Regions from separate parts of the Sus scrofa genome. Here region 1 is linked to region 2. A link is a contact called in public Hi-C data. All regions are on one chromosome and are shown on one strand. The core of a region is the stretch at or near the end of the contact, and the rest is flanking DNA. Distances in the headings are between cores, read along the strand shown.

Region 1 (6,476 bases), core at 1,634-4,133, 160 kb after region 2:
AAAATGCACAAAATTACTTGATTTACATTTCTTATTTCATCAAATATGTGGACCAGACTGTTCCAGTTCCCACAAAATCCAAAGGAATTCTCAACTTGTTCAATGCAATTCAAATACCACAATAGCTGCATCACTCTAGGTAAGATAACCCTAAGTATTAGAGCAAGTATTAAACTCATCCTCACATTTTAATAAATTTGGAGAACGATTCAAATTAACCACAATGCTTTAAACACAAAACAACTAAGAAGTAGATTTGTGTTTTGAAACAGAATCTGAGGAAGGATAAGAGGGGTGAAAAAAACTGAAATCAAAGGGAATCTGAAGGTATTTCAGGATGAGGGCAAAACTCAAGAATGTTTCCTCTAGAATGAGAGGAGAGAATCATACACTTGGTTATATCCTACACAAATAGTCTTCATAACCAATCTCCAGTATACATACCATGGGATGGAAAATGAAAAATCAACATCCACAAAATACTAAAAAAAAGAAAAAAAAAAATCCTAAGCACCTGAAATAAAACTGTTCTTTACTACTGTTCTTCACTTGATTTTTTAAAAATCAAATATTGATAAACAAAAAAAAACTTGAGAAAATTTTTAAATCTCATAAAAGTAGCCATCCTCATGCTTCACCAGGCTAGATTACAGATTACATAGAAAAAAATCAATTAGGAAAGGAAAAATAATAATCCTTTTTAGAGTGCACTTGATGCATAACAAAAGCCCTTTTAAAAAATCAGACATTTTAAGTACTAAAAATCTTCATGTATAAATATGGATTAAAGTCTAAGATTTCAGTATCTTCAACAGAATTATATTTTAGTTCAGCTAGGATTACTTATTTAAAAAACTATGCAACAATACTTAATTAGTAATGTAAGTGCAATATCTATGTGCTCTATAGCAACAAAATTCTTTAAAATTTTAGCTATTAACCTCCTGGCCCAGTGGAAAAAACCCTACAAGAAACTAACTGCTCCATTCTTTTTACTCCCAAGCCAAGCAGAAGAAGCTGTAAGATCTGTAGTTGACAGCCTGCTTTTCCAGAGGTAATACCTGGAGAATGCTCAAGAATAGCCTGCTTCACCAATTAGTGTGACTCAGGAGGGTCTGGGAGAAAATAATGTCCACAAGTCCTTGGTCAGTGGCCATGATGCCCCTCCTCCTCAAGGGCAGGAGATCAGAAAAAGGGATCTGAACAAGAGGAGTTCACCAACCAGAACATATAGGAGCAGAGGAGGAAGAGTACTACAGGAATAATAAAAACTACATGGTTAAGTTATGTCACAAAAGCAAGAGGTTTAATGTTATCTAGTATTCATTCATTTCAGAAACACCATTGTTTATCTTCCTTCCCAAACCACACACAAAAAGAACTGTCAGCCTGCCTTAAGCATGTTCCTTCTTCCATTTAAACAGACATGATTCTTTTGGTTAATCTCTGGCAATGATCGCCATTTCACAACACATTCAGCCCACCCGGAACTGATCAATACCACTATAGACATAAGACCAGACTTCATCCATTTATTAACCACAAGGAAATGTACCATTCAGCAAAATTCTATACATCACAAAAGATTCTATTAAGGGGGGGGCAGGGAGGACGGATGGACAAGGACATACACACAAACACACACACCACAGAGGTACACAAAGAAAAGACTACCACCCTCTTATTTCCCTGTGGCAAAGGAGATAAAGACATGGCCATGAAACCTGTCAATTCGTTGTCCCCCTATAATTCTATCTCACAACCTGGTAACTGAATATTGAATTTTGTAAAAAATAGATCCATTGCCACTTTAAAATTGCTCCATCTATCAAGCGAACTCTCCTCTTATGCACATTTGCACACCTTTTGAGCTAGATGCTGTATTCATTTACAGAATTTCAAATACAAAAGACTACATAGTTTTCCAACCACTGGTTGCAACCACAGAATGTTCTCACAAAATCAAAATTTCAAATATAAAGGGGCCAGATTATTCTTCCAACCTTGGGCCAAAACGAATTTTATGACTATAGTGTATGTGACAGTATGCACAATTTCAAATGGGCTGTTCTAAACCGAAAACAATGCTTCAATACAACGCGTTTAAAATAAGTATTCGTAGGTAAGCAAAATCTATGCCAGAAAAGAGCACATAAATGGTGGTTGAAAGCCAGCACATTCCCAACACACAGCAGCATACCTCTTCTGCACTGGGTTATTGTTAATACTCCAACAACAACTACAACTATTTTTAACACTGCTGGACACTGAAGTTGAAGAAAATGTGAGGGGAGACGCAGAAGAAACTGCTGGTAGAATGCATTGTTTCTCACGGTCAAAATTAAGCAGCAACTGACTTGATCTCTGTCGTGATAGTCACTGAAGTACTAATTAAAAGACGTTAAAAAAATAAAAACCACCCTTATCTCAGAGGATGTCATACTAAATGACATTTTGGAATACGCCTTTCGGGTCTCAAACCTTTGCACAAATTGTCACTTGTGGTATTTGCGGCTTAATTACAACCCAACCAGCGCTGTCATCCACTGTTATGGCCACAAACCATGACTTTCTCACTTCCACAACAGAGCAGTCACTCCAATCAGTTCGCCAACCTAACTCAAAACCAGAAAAATTCATGGAGGTTTCCAGATCACAGTCGGACCTGGCGGGTGGCAGCCGAGGGGCTCGGGGTGCGGGGAAACCTCCTCAAGGTCCACGGGAGCTCGCCGACCCACCGACAACCGCGGCCGCCAGCAGCGGCGGCGGCGGCAGCAGCCCCGCCGCGCCGCGCTCCGTGCACCTACCTGAAGAACAAGAGATAAGAAAGACGGCAAACGCCAACTTTGCAGCAGCTCCCATTTTCCCGAGGCGCCGGGGAAGCCGTAGGAAGTTCTCGCTAGATATCCAGTTCCCTGGGTCTTCCTCAGAGACAAACCTCCTGGTGTAAAATCAACCGTCATAAAACATATTCGGAAGCCCCGACCAAAAAAAAAAAAAAAAAATTAAAAAAATAACGTTCACGGGGTCAAAAAAAAAAAGGAAAAAATTTAAAAATAAAGAAAGCACAATTTAAAAAAATGCACCACGGGGGAAAAACCGCCACACACAATCACAACACACAAAACCAAACAACGAAAAGCCAACAACAACAAAAGCGGGTTTAAATCACTGTCAAAATCACTGTCAGCTCCGCTCGCCTCTCGGGTCTCTCGGAACAAAACGCCAGGCTGAGGCGACGAGGAGGCGGCGGCGGCGACGTCCGCTGCCGCCCGGACAGTCCGGGAACCGAGCTGGGTCCGACGTCCGGACCGACCTTCAACCCGGACACCCAAAGTCCGCGGACCAGTGGCGGCTGAGCTCGCAGCGGCGGCGCCCGAGGAGGCGGCGGCGGCAGCACGGGGAAGGAGCGGCGGGCGTCGGCGGCGCAGGCGGCGGCCAAGTTCTGGTCCAGGCTCTGGCTCCGGCTCCAGGCTCCGGGCTCGGCCGCGTTTTCGGTCCCCTGGCCTCTGCCGGCCCCGCCCCCTAAACTTCCGGTTCCGGCCCGAAGCTGGAAGCCGGGCACCGTGAAGGAACGCTCCGCAGCGGTGGCGGCGGCGGCGGCAGTGGCGGCGGTGGCCGGGCGCAGCGCGCGTGCCGGGCCGGGAGCGCGAGGAGATTGTCGGGGAAGCGAGGCGGGAGAGGGGGAGGGATGAGAGAGCGAGGGCGGGGCCGGCAGGAGGGTGAGGAGGCGGGGCGGACGGAGCCTCGATACCGCGAGGCCTCGTCGTCCGGCCTGCTCGGCCTGCTGGGCCGTGGAGCTCGAGTGGGCGGGCGGATGGAGGTTCGTCCCGATCTCGAGCGCCTGGTTTCCAAATCGTGCTCCCCTGGCCTCTCTACGGAGCGCACGCCCGAAGGGTCAGAGGGAGCTCAAGAGGAACAGGACCCCAGGGCGGGGTGGGGCGGGTGACTCTTCCGCGGGGGCGTCTGCGGCGCCCTGTCTTTCCTCTGGGGGGACGCCTCGTCCGCTCTGAGATTCCAGGCGCGGGGAAGCGAGGTGTGGTAGTCGGTCCTCCGCGCTGCCGAGCTGCCGCAGCCAGTGTCTGTACCCTCAGTCGTCTCGTGCTTCCCGCCCCTGTGGCTTCTGTTTTAAGCGTTTTGTCTTAAAAAGAAAAGGAAGGGGGTGGGGATGGCCTCGCAGAGGGTGGGCTGTCCACCCGGTCAAAGATTTCCACCGCAGTTATCACGATGTGCAATACGAATCCATTCCCACCATTCCTTTTACATACAAAGCCTTGTGCTGAGAATTGTTCTGCATGTAATAGGTTCTCAAATATTATTACACGCTGAAGAGAAAACCTGAGGATTTCGATCGACATATTTGATGGTCATTCGAGTGTTTACTTTTTAAATTTTCGTTATTTTAGGGCTTGTTTGTACTCCTTAATTCAAGTTGATTGCTTACAAGGTGCTGTGCTAGGCACGGAATGGGATCCAAAACGTAAAGTAGGATTCCCTCTCTCAGGACGCTCACATTATGTGCTGTACTCAAAGTTGGTTACAGAACACTAACTGAAGAGAGTATTAACGGTACTAGCTTTGTCATTTACCACACTTTAGCGAGCTCCATGAAGGTGGGGGGGTGGGAGGTCTTGTGTCTTCTTCCCCATTTTATGTCAGCACTCAGAGTGTCTAGCATGATGTGATAGGTGCTTAATATTTATATAAATGACAAGGGATAATTGCCTTCTCCTTAAATACATTATTCTCACATATAATCTATGATTTTTTGGTTTTTATTAATAAAAACAAATAAAATATCTGTACTATATGGCTAATTGACACTTTACTTGCAGCTTACTGAGTTCCCAATTTCTCCGCAAAGCAAGCCTTCTCCCTTGTAGTTATAGTCTCATTTTTCTCTTCCTCTAAATTACTCTGTATTTCAATTAAGTTCATCCTGTAATTATCTACCCATTTCTACAACTTGTCAAGGTTATTAGTAATCATTGTGGCTCTTTAAAGTCTCTCCAAGATTTCTAGTTCTCAAGTCATGGTGCTCAGAATTTGAATGATATTGCGCAACAGTTAAGAAAAGTCCCCAGTTGGTCTTCAAGGTGTCTAAATGATCTCATCTAATGTAATGTAGTTCTGTGGACTTTATGAGCTGGTCAGAGGAGTAAATATAAACCTTCCATTCTCTGATTGAATTAAGAGTTGCCACTAACATTTCTAGAATGGACAGTGTATTTTATTTAGTTCACTCAGAAATTTGATGTTAGTTATGCCTTGGATCAGGCCCCACTGTTGTCTAATCTCTGCATCGCTTCAATATTTCTTGAATTGTGAAACTAGAGCAAGTGGAATAACTGGAATAACCAGAAATAGGACTAAAACTTGAAAATATATTCCTTATCTTACCACCCAAATTTCCAGTATAAGAATGTAAGAGAACATGAAAAATACTCTCCTGTAAAAGAAAGAGAAGTAACAAGTCAAAGTCTTTGCTAGACGATTCTCTAATAGTTAAATAACTCCATGTGAGATGTTATTAACACCCATTAACAGTAATTGTCCATTTTGTTCCTAAATCTGTGTTCAAAAATATTTTAACGAAATAAGCCATAAGAGTGTGTGACTAATTCCCATTTTAATTGCAAAGCTTATAAAGAAGATAGAGGTAGCTGCAGCTAACCCTTTTGCTCCTCTTTCCTTCCTGTTTTCTAAAGTCACTTTTTCTTATCTACGAATCCAACATCTCTCTAACATAATGCAAGTTGTACCAACTGGTTTAGGAAGGAAGGAGAGGAAAGGAGAAGAAAACCTGGAAGGAATTCTAGTCTGACACAACTATGTGTTTAACAGCTTTAGCTGACATCGCTCAATTCCCAAACCTGATACCTGGCCTTTTAGCTATTCAAATGCTATAATTTCAAGTTCAGAGTCCTGACAGAAATTCAGTTGAACTTCCAGTTGTTCCTAGCTGGAAGAATCTTGAGAAGCCAATTTAATCTAAAGTCAAGTGTGTGCTGGCCAGATGAGCAAACAGAGGTAAACACAGACTGCTTCTAGAACAAAGGATGGTTTCTTTTTATGCTTGAAACTCACATGGCTGAAAAAAAGGTATAGATTAAATGTTCAATGCCAAGGTAGGGCTGGAATTGAACCTACCTTTGGGATTGAGTAGCACATCATATATTATGAGGAAATTCACTTTAAGGTATTCACCTGCCATATATAAACAAGATATGCCAAATCCCTCTTTAACTTCAGGAAGATGACCACATCACTTTGAAGTGTGAGACATGCGAATTCCCCATAGATGAAAAATTTTTAAGTATTTCTGCTGCATTTAGCTACAGAAAAAAAGAAGGAAGGAAGGAAGAAAGAAAAAATACCCCTGTGCTCAGATATCATGGACATTCCTGAAACGGCACAAGAAATGAACTTCTTATATACCTAAGCTGTAAGTTATAATACAAGGGGAACAAACTTAG
Region 2 (5,997 bases), core at 2,357-4,856:
TAAGTGCCATACACAGACTGTGCACAACAGTTTCATTTCTGACAAAAAATAATGAGGTAGTATGGCAAAGTGAGTATCAAGAATCAGAGTTCTCTTGTCTATGTGCTGTCCGCTTACAGGCCTTGGAACTCTGGGCAAGTTCCTTGAACTCTCTGAACTTTAGCAATATGGAAAATAAAGAGTTGGATAAAGTGACATCCAAGATATCACCCAGTTGAAAATTACAATTCTAAAATACATCTTAATACTTAAAAATAAGCCATAATAAAAATACATAGTTTTCTAAGGGTAGATCTTCATCCAACTTAGAGGAGGTGTGGAATCTTCAAACCATATAGCCTTACCCTGGGTTGGGGTATGGAATGTTTTCAAAGGAAAACAGAAACAAAGTTAAGATATTATAATCAAGCTGTTGATTTTCACTCAGCTGCCAACTGGGACAGCACCACCCCAATTACCTACAAAATTCACTTTACTTAAAAATGATTTCTTGGAATTCCCGTCGTGGCTCAGTGGTTTAAAGAATCTGACTAGGAACCATGAGGTTGTGGGTTTGATCCCTGCCCTCGCTCAGTGGGTTAAGGATCCAGTGTTGCCATGAGCTGTGGTGTAGGTCGCAGATGCGGCTTGGATCTGGCATTGCTGTGGCTCTGGCAGAGGCCAGGAGCAATTAGACCCCTAGCCTGGGAACCTCCATATGCCTCGGGTGCAGCCCTAGAAAAAGACCAAAAAAAAAAAAAAAGATTTCTTCACTAAGTTTTACTTTCCATCTCTTAGGTTAAGGTTGCTGAAGTATTAAGATGAGGACAAGAAATCCTAGGTGGATCTGGAACAGTAGTATTGCTGGAAGACAAACTTGAACTTGGCACAGATTTCTGCTTAAGTGTACCAATTAAATCTCAGAAAAAGGTACAAAACTGTTCAAAATTTATAATAGAAAGGAGGGAACTAGGACCATGATGTTCACTGCTACACAGCTTTTTTTTTCCTGTGTGTAAATGTCTACTTTCGCACTCAATCAGTAATTAAGATTTTACAGAACAAGTTTCTGCATATGCAATGCTTTTCCTGTCACTAAAATATAGGCATATTACGTTTTGGTTGTACCGTTAAGAAAACAAAAAATTAAAAGTATTATTATGTCTAATATTTATGTCAAATATCCTTCGAGATTATTTTTCTTCAATCCTTTCTAGTTGATCAAATTGCTGTTTTCATATTGCCAGTCTGATCACAAAATTGCTGCTTTACAGGAGAATATTTTTTGCTGACATAAATTATGGGATCAGAGATACCAATGCAGTTACAAAAAAGGGTGTGTGTGAGAGAGAAAGTGAGTGAGTGTGTGTGTGTGTATGAATGTGTGCATCCATCTTTAAGGAAAGGATAAAGAAATGTACATATGAAACAAAATACCACTTTCCAATGTAAGCCCTGGTAAAAGGCCTACATCAGAAACATACTTTCTAACATTTGTGAAATCAAATACTGTACTAGATTTGAAAATCTTTCACTAAGAACATGCCAAGTGAAAATGGAGAATAGATATTTTTATCAAGATTATTACTCTATAAACCTAAATTTGGATTTATCTTTCAATTAACATCTACAATGCATATACTAACTACAACATCATGATTTCTTCGACTCAGAAAACCATATTTTAGAAATTTTTCTCCTTTCACATATAGTGAGCAATTTGGTTCAGTACCCCCAAGAGATAAAAAACTCATCTCAATTTACAACAGTAAATAAATAATTCAGTTAAAACTGAAAGTGGTACCAATCCAGCAAACTATTGATGGAGAGGTTTGGCCTTCCATGAAGCCAGAACAACATAAAAGTTTTCAATGGGGATTACTTGTTCAGACAAGTTGCAAAGATTAGGAAAATACCCATATTATGAAATAGCGAATATTCTCATCTTATGTAAAATAAATATCAGGAACGTAGCTACAGAGAGACAATACCAGCGGCATTTAAACTTTAAGTATTTTGAGCTATGAACTTCATATGCTAATATATGAACAAACATTTAACAAAAAAAAGCAATAATACAAGCCAAAACCTAACCAAAGGCCTCTATCACCAAAAATTTGAAATTTTCTATGCAAGTCAGACAAAACGAATAAAGGAAAATTAAACCCAGAAAGCAAAAACCAATCAAGTCTGTTCCAACACTGAAGTCAACATCCAAATCACATACAGAACCAAAAAGGGGAAAACACTCAGGTCTACAAATGGATAAGCAGTTCCGATACAATCCAGATCCCGACATTTTCCCACACAGAAACAAATGCAGCAGAGCTTTTCCTAGGAAAAAAGGAAAAAAGCTCTCCAAATGATTTTTTAAAGTGACATCTAGAAAGTGTGCCTCTTTCTGTCTCTTTCCCTGGCGCCTCATTGGAGGAAGGAGGGGGTTGTTTTTGTATTCTCCCCCACTGGAGCCAAGACACAATCAGATGTTAGCTGGAGGAGAGAAACCACTTTTGACAACAGCAAATAAAAATAAAAAGTGCCCTTCCTCCTCTGACAGGATGGGCACCCACCTCACACACCCCTCCCCACTCCTACTCCTCCTTCACCACCCCCCAGCACCACCCCCTCCTCACCCGGGAGCTCCACTGCGTATGTGGTTTGGTGCTACTGTTGCCCCAGAGTTAAAGTCAGAGCCACAGGAAGGCAATGAAGCCCCCACAGACACACTTACCTTTCCTGCCCCCCACTTTTGAGTGCCTTCCCTGGAGCTGTGGAGGATGACACAAAGGGTAATAAAGAGGGGGGGAGTGGAGGAGGAGGAGGAGGCGAAGGAGGAGGAGAGCTGGGGAAGTGGCTGCTCCTGGGTGTAGTGAGATGTCTCCAGCCAGGGCCAAGCAGCAGTAGCAGCAGCAGCAGCAGCAGCAGCAGCAACAGCAGCAGCAACAGCAACAGCAGCAGCAGCAGCAGCAGAGAAGGGTCTGTGTTGCTAAGAGGCTTTTGGTCTCTTTCTCTCCTCTCACGGCCAAAGAGGAGGAGGATGGAGAGGGCTCGGGAGGGAGGCTAGTGGAGGGGTGAGGGGGTAGGAGTCGTGGATGGGGGGGTTTGGAAGAAGAAGAAACTCCTTCTCCTTCTTTCTCAGGCTCAATCCCCCTCTCAGGTCTCAGGGCTGGAGGGTGGGGGAAGGAACTCAGCCGCCTTCCCCCCACCCCCCTCAATTCAAGGTTGAAGTGGGGTAAAATTAGTGTCCTGTCCCTTTAAAAATAGAAATAAAAGGTGCCCCCCCTCTGCCACTGCCTCTCTCTTCATCATCAGCTGCTGCTGCTGCTGGGGTCTCTCTGCTTGGGGGGGAGGGGGGGTTCGGGTAGAAGAGACGGGAGGCACTCACTGCGCATGTCCCTCTCTGACGGGAGGCTGGTTGGTTGAAGGCAGGAGGAGGGGGAGGGGAGGAAATGTGAAGGTTTCCCAGAAGGCTCCGAGGCGATCGCGACCCGGAAGACATTGTAGCAGGGGGTAGAGGGGCGGGGGCGGGGAGTAGGAGGAAGTCGCTACTCTTTAACACCCCCAGCCCCCTCCTCCTTCCTAAGGGAAAGTGGAGGAACGGAAGTGGGCGTGGACCAAGGCAAAAGGAGGTCACGTGTTTGGGCGGGAGAGGGGAGTGGTGGGAAAGGCGGTCCCTGCGCGGGGCACGCTGGGAGTAGTGGTGTATAGCTGGCAGCCTCTGGGGAGGTAGAGCTGACTACGCGGCGAGAGGAGCTTGTGGATCCTTTTCCGCGGTCTCTAGAATACCGCTCTGCCCTCTTAAGGGCTGGCTTTTTCGTGAGAGGTAACATGGGGGTCGGCTGGCCTCAGAACGAAGGCCATGGGCGCCACTGGCTAAAGGCGAATCGAAAAGGGGAGGATGGAAGGCTTTGGAGACTGGGTATGCGGGAAGGGGGGCAGGCCTGTCTAGGCCAGGCAGGCCAGAAACTAGGCTGGCTTCTTCCATCTCATAGCCTTCCTGTGAGCCTGCGGGCGACGAATCCTTGAAGAGTTTAGGGAGTCCTGATGAGATTAAATCTATGGCAGGTGGAGACTACACCCAGTGGTGGTGAGGAATGTGATGGTCCAGGTGTAAGAGAAAAATTGGATCTCCGGAGCCTTCTGATGACTGTTTCAGCTCAAAGCAGGGGACCTGCCTAGCAAGGGAGACAAGCTGTGTGATTTTTGACAACTTATAGCATTAAATGCATTGCTTATGTTGGATGTTATGACCATCAATCCTTACTTCGCTATCCTTCTAGGAATTCTGGAGTGGCTTTGGGGAGGGAATAAGCTAGGATGTCTCGAGTGGAATTTCTCTCCCTGTCTTGCGTTGTTGCTGCACCACAACGCCTATGGTTGTTCTTAGAAAAGGATATGGGATTGTGTAATCCTTGATATTGTATGTTACCGTTGATAAGGAAGGTATATCATCAAAGTTCTCCCTTTCTGTAGTGTAGATGAGGGTTTTTAAAAATTATTTTAATGGGTTTTTATTTTAAATTACTTTGGTTACTAGCCTCGGATTTAGCCTTTGGTTTTTCAATTAAATGCAACTGGTTTTGCTGGAAATAATGCTTCCCTTATGTTAATTCAGAATATTTAAGAAAAGATTCATGGATTTTCATTAATAAAGGTATTTTTTTCAGTAAAATTGCACCGTTTCTTTTTCACATTCAGTTCATACAATCATAACTAAAACCATTCTAGTCTTTCAGTTAACTTCTTTTGAAGGTGCTTTGAAAGATTATCACTCATGTATAGTTTCTTTTAAGACCGGGAATCCAAAATTCCACATATTTATGTTGTGTTGGTATTATTTAATTCTGTGGTGTGTCCTTCAGCGTACTCTTAGTTAAAGTTACTACTTATTTTCTACGTTTTACTTCTATGTGTTTTGACAGTAGATCCTATTCATGCATCATTGACTGCTTTTACCACTTTCTGTGTGTGCAGTAATCTTGTCGAATGGAGTAAAAACTAGACACCTGTGCCTTAACATTTTGTTTATATTGAAACCAAATGTTTGCCACTTTAGAACAGAAAAAAATTATAGCAAATCAATAAAAGTGCCTTACGTAACAAGTTTTTAATTTTTTACGACAAAATAAAAATGTGCAAAAAAGTGTGCAAGTCGTAGATATGCAGTATAATGAATAATTATAACGTGCACACTTTGTAATCACTACCAAAGAGAGAAAACAATGCTCCGCCCTCCCCCCGCCAATCCATTCCTATTCTTTCCTCCCTCTTCAGTACTCCCAAAGATGGCTGGATTTTTATGGTAACAATTTCTTTTTTTTAAATGTAGTAATGATATTTTTATGGTAATGATTTCCTAATTTTATTTCAAGTGTTTTTAAACCACCTTTTCCGACATTCCTAAACAATACACGTTTTTTTCTATATGTAAATGAGTTATGTATAATTTTTCTCTTACTATGCAATATTTAATCCTGTTAGCTTTAGTTCATGTATTTTTATTGCTGTATAGTAATGTTTATAGTATAGTAAGTGTAGTGTAGTGAGTCCTATTGTGAATAAATCAAAATTTAACTAGTTCAGTATTACAGACATTTGGATTGTGTCCAGTTAAGTTGTCTGTGTTTTTACATAAAGACTTGAGCATTGTGGCAAATATCTTCTCTGTGCTTGTAGCATTTCTCACATCCTGAATAATAGCTTTATCTTCATTTCATTCTTACTGACTTATATACTGCTACTGTTATTTGAATTTTGGGGGGTAATTTTAACTCCAGGGAAAATGTCCTATACTTCTGCTATCTGGTACAGTAGCCACAAGCTATGGAACACTTGAAATATGGGTAGTATTACTGAGAAACTGTATTTTTAGTATTGTGTTAATTTAAATTTGAAAATCGATACTCGATTCAGTTGTCGGAAGATTCATTAAGTATGCTTGGAACAACCTGAGTATGTAAGTTTACTGTCTCAATTGTAAACTTTATAAAAATTAAGACCACATATTTCTGATGACAA

What was found. A called contact is a pair of places that touch in the nucleus more often than the background predicts.
Region 1: a contact with region 2 is called in a Hi-C map of liver, with 5 times the contacts expected there. The contact joins the promoter of ACVR2A here to the promoter of ORC4 in region 2. A contact is called at or near these places in 1 of 5 promoter capture datasets (liver), 3 of 47 Hi-C or Micro-C datasets (heart right ventricle and liver) and 1 of 2 datasets of contacts at active chromatin or transcription factors (alveolar macrophages).

What each region holds. Positions count from the first base shown.
Region 1 is chr15:4,256,173-4,262,648 of Sscrofa11.1, forward strand. It overlaps ACVR2A (activin A receptor type 2A), which reads right to left and starts at 2,884. Exons shown (of 11, transcript NM_001204765.1): 1 at 2,808-2,884. The coding sequence starts at 2,862.
Region 2 is chr15:4,092,933-4,098,929 of Sscrofa11.1, forward strand. It overlaps ORC4 (origin recognition complex subunit 4), which reads left to right and starts at 3,607. Exons shown (of 14, transcript XM_003133249.4): 1 at 3,607-3,802. It overlaps MBD5 (methyl-CpG-binding domain protein 5), which reads right to left and starts at 3,381. Exons shown (of 16, transcript XR_002339404.1): 1 at 2,711-3,381.